Linked DNA regions of Mus musculus: region 2 is linked to region 1. Evidence: chromatin contacts called from public HiChIP or PLAC-seq data. All regions are on one chromosome and are shown on one strand. Each heading gives the region's core, a stretch centred on a gene start, on an enhancer-like site or on the middle of the called end of the contact. The rest is flanking DNA. Distances are from core to core; before and after follow the strand shown. Region 1 overlaps Scfd2 (Sec1 family domain containing 2). Region 2 overlaps Gm6116 (predicted gene 6116).

The links. HiChIP or PLAC-seq counts read pairs in DNA pulled down with a chosen protein or histone mark.
Region 2: a CTCF HiChIP or PLAC-seq map of the NIH/3T3 cell line shows a contact between it and region 1, with 7 read pairs. The contact joins two enhancer-like sites.

Annotation. Positions count from the first base shown.
Region 1 is chr5:74,491,380-74,494,232 of GRCm38.p6, reverse strand. All of the region lies in intron 2 of Scfd2 (Sec1 family domain containing 2), which reads left to right. Among named protein-coding and RNA genes, the nearest start is that of Scfd2, 39 kb to the left of the region's middle. Within about 2 kb of position 1,387, at least 42 of the 459 cell types and tissues checked have an H3K27ac peak or open chromatin away from gene starts, as enhancers often do. A contact at or near this core is called in the NIH/3T3 cell line, where this site is marked.
Region 2 is chr5:74,960,050-74,962,749 of GRCm38.p6, reverse strand. Gm6116 (predicted gene 6116) reads right to left here. Exons shown (of 5, transcript NR_045866.1): 3 at 444-511. All of the region lies in intron 1 of Gm52778 (a long non-coding RNA gene), which reads left to right. Among named protein-coding and RNA genes, the nearest start is that of Gm6116, 12 kb to the right of the region's middle. Within about 2 kb of position 1,414, at least 51 of the 459 cell types and tissues checked have an H3K27ac peak or open chromatin away from gene starts, as enhancers often do. A contact at or near this core is called in the NIH/3T3 cell line, where this site is marked.

The sequences.
Region 1 (2,853 bases), core at 138-2,637:
GGTCCTTTCAGCAAAATCTTGCTAGTGTATGCAGTGGTGTCAGCGTTTGGAAGCTGATTATGGGGTGGATCCCTAGATAAGGCAGTCTCTAGATGGTCCATCCTTTTGTCGCAGCTCCAAACTTTGTCTCTGTAACTCCTTCCATGGGTGTTTTGTTCCCAATTCTAAGAAGGGGCACAGTGTCCACACTTTGGTCTTCATTCTTCTAGAGTTTCATGCATTTGGCAAATTGTATCTTATATCTTGGGTATACTAAGTTTTGGGCTAGTATCCACTTATCAGTGAGTACATGTTGTGTGAGTTCCTTTGTGATTGGGTTACCTCGCTCAGGATGATGCCCTCCAGGTCCATCCATTTGCCTAGGAATTTCATAAATTCATTCTTTTTAATAGCTGAGTAGTACTCCATTGTATAACGTAGGTTCTTAATAAATAGTGAAGGAGGCCTAGTGATGGTGTCCTAGCTGTTCCTAGCTACTCATGAGGCTGAGTTAAGGGGACGGCAAATTTCAAGACCTGCCTGGGCTACTAAATGAATTCAGGACAGCTAAATGAATTCCTGGGCAGCTTAGTGAGACCCTGTCTCAAAATAAAAAGTCATTAGAGGGACATTGATATCTCAGCGACAGAGGGCATCATCCAACCCAGTCCTCAGCTCCATTCAGTACTGCACAGGTACTAGTTCAGCAATGAACATGTGAGCACAGCAGTCTAAGTGGCTTCATTGGCTACATCCATACTTCCTTCCTTTTCTGAAAGGCTTTCTCATGGGCCTGTTGCCCAAGCTACTCCAGCTCAATCTACTCTAATCCCATTGTTTAGCTGCTTCCTCTCTGCCTGACCTTGTCCACACTTAGAAAGCGTTTGCTCTCCTAGAGCTGCTGTCTGTGTCACCTGGAGGAACATGCTCCATTCTGGCTTCTCTGGTAGATCTAGCTCTAGAGGCTGGAGTCACTGGATGAATGTTCAGCTGCAAGAAATGCTGTATTTTGAGAGAACGATGAAGGACAGACTGTTTTCCAAGTTTTTATCTGATTCAGTCTCCCGTTCTGTAATTCTTTCACTTTTTTGGAGATGAAGGTTAATGGATATGTTTCTCATAGCTGAGTTGTTGAAAACAGCAGTCAAGAGGAAAGTTGACTCCAGAAGTCTCACTGGTTTACTTAGCTCATCAAGCTCACACTGATGGAAATCGTTAGTCCTCCAGTAACACACTATGACTCAGCTTGCTTTGTTGAAGACAAGTTAAAACCTTTGCTGGGTTTATCACTGTTGTTGTTGTTATTGTGTTTCTGTTGGAATACCAAGACTGGTGATACAGATCCTGTGAGTAATCTTAGCATTCCTGCATATCATGAAGTACTATTGCCCTGGGTTTACTCACACGATGACAGTGTGCATTCATACATAGGTCAACATCCTCCTCCTCCTAATTACATGCCTTCCACTTGGTTGAGTAGTACTGTGAGTCAGCACTCAAGCACCTTTAAAAAATTAACGCTGCTGTATTTGCATTTTATTTGGTGGTGAATATTTCCTGTTTATTTCTAGTAGACTGAATCTGACATTTCATACTTGCCAAACCAAGGCAACTTCTAAAATTCCATTAAGAGCTGAGTAATTATGGTAAATAAAGATCCAGGAGTGAGTGGAAAGGGCCATGTCTTCCTGTACAAGTCTCTGGAAAGACTTTAAGACAGGATCTGTGGCAGGTTCCAGTTGTTAGCTTGTAGTCTTAAAATGTGGCCATTTGTCAAAATAGTTTTAGTCTTAGGGATACAAGATAGCTAATTAAGAAAAAGAACAGGGGGCTGGTGAGATGGCTCAGTGGTTAAGAGCACTGACTGCTTTCTTCTAGAGGCCCTATGTTTAATTCTCAGTAACCACATGGTGGCTCACAACCATCTGTAATGGGATCTGATGTCCTCTTTGGAGTGCCTGAACACAGCTACAATAAATACAATAAACAAATCTTTAAAGAAGAAGAAGAAGAAGAAGAAGAAGAAGAGGAGGAGGGGGGGGGAGAAGAAGGAAAGAAAGAAAGAACGAACGAATGAACAAATGAACAAGGCCCGGAGAGATGGCTCAGCTGTTAAGAGCACTGACTAATCTTCCAGAGGTTCTAGTTCAATTCCCAGAAAATGTGTTGTTTTCATCTTACCTGTACGAGTGTTTTGCTTGCTTGAGTGTTGTGTCTCTGCACTGCCTGCATTCCTGGAGCCTGTGGAGCAAGTGCTCTTAACAGTTACCCCCAAGCCATGGTGGCTCACACTCATCTGTAATGGGATTCTATGCCCTTTCCTGGTGTGTCTGAAGACAGTGACAGTGTACTCACATTCATAAAATGAATACATAAATCTTTAAAAGAGAAGAAGAAAAAGAACAGGCATTTGTGTGTATTTGACATTTTATAGAGTTACTAACGGTTTATAAGCTCATTAAATTTCATAGCAACAGAAGTTTTCATAAGACAAACATACTACTATTTTATCATACACTTCAAAGAATGAATTGTAACAAAATTGTCTTCCAGTAACTGCAATAAGTTAAAACTTATGTCTAAAAAAGAGGAGATGGCAGAAAAGTGTTTAATTTATAGTCTACAACTTTCTGGATGTGTTCTGGTTAATTGTTTCTGCTATTGTCACTAGGTTTATGAAAGGAAAAATAGTTTTAATAAAAGAAACAGCAGTGTGGAATATTCAGGCATCAGTGGCTGCACTTGGGGAAGTAAATCAAACCTGCACCTGTGAACCTGGAGGAGCAGACATGGTGGGGAGTCATTCTGTCCTCGGGTGCCTGCGTTCTGGGGCCCCTGTCGTGACAAGCCTCATGTGCGCAGCTTACAGGGACA
Region 2 (2,700 bases), core at 165-2,664, 470 kb before region 1:
CAGTGCCTGTTTCCTATACGGAGTTTTAAAGGACAATACCATTCTGTGATTGATCACCTTTACTGCAGCCAGAGTACTCCAGTAATGAAGAGTAAATGACAGGAACCACTAGTGGTTACAGGCAACCCCCAAGACTCCAGGAGGGGCTTTATAAGTGGTCACCTAACCTGCAAGCGTCTATCAACAATGAGAAGTGAGGTTCCACCTGTGATAGAGTAGGGATGTTGCCTCTTCCCCCTGGGTCCCCTCTCTAACATCACGCCTTAGGGAGGGAGGGGGTGATGGAAAGGCTAGGAGGCCTTCAGGGGAGTCAGTAGGGATAGAATTAGAGATTTATTTATTCGAGATTTACAGGGTCTTCAAGTATGGTCCACACGGATCTTCATTCAGAGTAAAAAAATGTTGCTACTCTTTGGAGAATAGAAATGGACTCAGCAACATACATGTTCAGTGCATCCTTGGGACATCATGGGTCCTGTTATAAGTTCAGTGTGTCCCACAAAGCTTGAGTCTGAAAATGAGCAGAGAAGAGAATGGAGAAGAAGCAAGAGCCAAATGCTCTTAGCTCTCCCCTCTTAATATATAAAGTTCGGCCTATGTGTGCCAGATTCACCTTTGATCATAGTTGAGTTGAGTCCTATATATTCAGTCTCATAAAAATTATCGCTATTGTTGTTTTGAGATACTGTCTCCCTCCATAGCCCAAGCAGACTTTGAACTCTTGACTCTTGAGTGCTGGGATGGAAGGCATTCACTGCCAACACCCAGCTATTATTACTATTATTATTCCTACTGTAACTCCATGGTGCAGGGGTTTGAGCATGGATCTTACACAGTGGGCCAGTGCGCTACCACTGAGCTATATACTTAGGGCTTTTAGAAAAAATGATTGGATATTCAAAATACACATGGTGCTTTAGGGCTGTGGAGTAATTTTAGGCAGAACAATGCTTTGTGTAGAAAGCCGTGCCTTCCCAACACTCCCAGTTTCTTCTCTTGGTTCCATTCTCCAACCAGTCCCTTGTTGTTAAGGGTAGTTTTGGTGCAAGATGCCTGTGGACTTCCATCTCTGACACCCTTCTGCTCTGGGCAAATTTACCAAGTCTCTAAGTGCCATTTCTGTATCTGTCTCCTGGGGCAAGGTATGTGTAGCAGGGCAATGTTGAGGACTTAGAACTGAATCTGACTCGCGTGCCCATTAGATATCAGTTTGATTAGAAAATGCACACGTTCCAGTTTCTTTGTAATTAGTCCATGTGCTCCAGTCCCCCTCCTCCCAAAGCTGTGAGCTCAAGATGGGAGACAAATGGAAAAACTTCTTCCTCAGAAATTCCTCTGAGGAAAAAAACGTCATTCCTCAGAAATGTGTAGGCGTGAGCGCCATCTAGCTGTGCTCTGGGTACTTCTATGATCACCAGGCAGAAAGTGAACAGGCTGGGGAAAATGTCCTTTGATCTGTCAGGCGAAGCAGAGCAGTCCCGTGGCCCTGTGGCAGGAGAGAAACTCAGAAGGCCTGTGTCTGAGGATACTGACTTCCATGAGAAGGGACCGGTTGTCTTCAAGAATATTAAGGGATGGAAGTCGGCAGGCAAGGGGACAGTTTAAGATTGGAACACAAATGCAGGGGGCACAAAGCAAATGCTTGTGTCTTGTGAAGCAGCAGCAGGCATGTGATTCTAAAAGGGTGATCATTAAGAAAGGCCCCTGAGAATGTGGAAGAAGGCCGTAGAGATGGATGACCCTCCAGGATGACGCAGATCACCAGCTACCTATTAACAGAAGAGTGGCAGAAGCAAAATCCAGCACAAGATGATCAAAAACCAAAGGGAGAAGAGACAGACGTCGAAAGGAAGACTGGTTCGGTAGAAGTGGAGTTGAGTGTCTACCTCGGTCTCTGGCACCCTCTGCTCTCTATTCAGCCTGGGGTAGGATGGAAAAGCTTGACTGAACAGAGAGGCTCCCAGGGAGGGAGGGAGGAGTCAAACTGCAGAGAAAAAGTCACCAGGACCCTTTGGAGTTGGCTCTACGAGGAGCCGGTGCCTGTATTAATGCTGGGTTCCTGTCTCGCGTTGCTAACACCCACGCCGGCAAAAACAAGGCACCGCTCTTTCTCCTCTGCCTGTGGAAATCTACCTGGGAGCTCGGCAAACCTAATAGCTCAGCAGCTTCCCTTTTATCAGAAGCCTTTGCTGGCTGCTAGCAATCAGCCCTGCGAATGGGTGTGGCTGCCAAGGCAGAAGACTGTGGCTCATACTCAGACTGCCTTGCTGTCACAGTCCAGATGAATACATTGTAACTGGAGTCCAGCGACAACATTGTTTCAAACTGGCATCGCCCTCTTGATCCCTCCATTAACTAACTAGCTCATGCAATACTTAAAATTCCAAAGGGGAGATGTGCCTCCAAAACCTCCAAGGACACAGAGAACAAGACCAGGGGATTTTAAATGTCTGACAAATAGTAGGCACTGAATAAATACTTATCACTCTTTCTGAGAAGAGGAATATTTGACTTTTCCTCTTGTGTCTTTTCATTAATAGCTCCATAAAACCTTTGCTCAGGGCTGGAGAGATGGCTCAGTGGTTAAGAATGCTTGCTGTTCTTCCACAGGACACCAGTGACTTTCCAGAACCCACAGTAGGTGGCTCACAACTGTCTAGCTCCAGAAATGCCAATGTCCCTTTCTGGCTTCCATAGGAA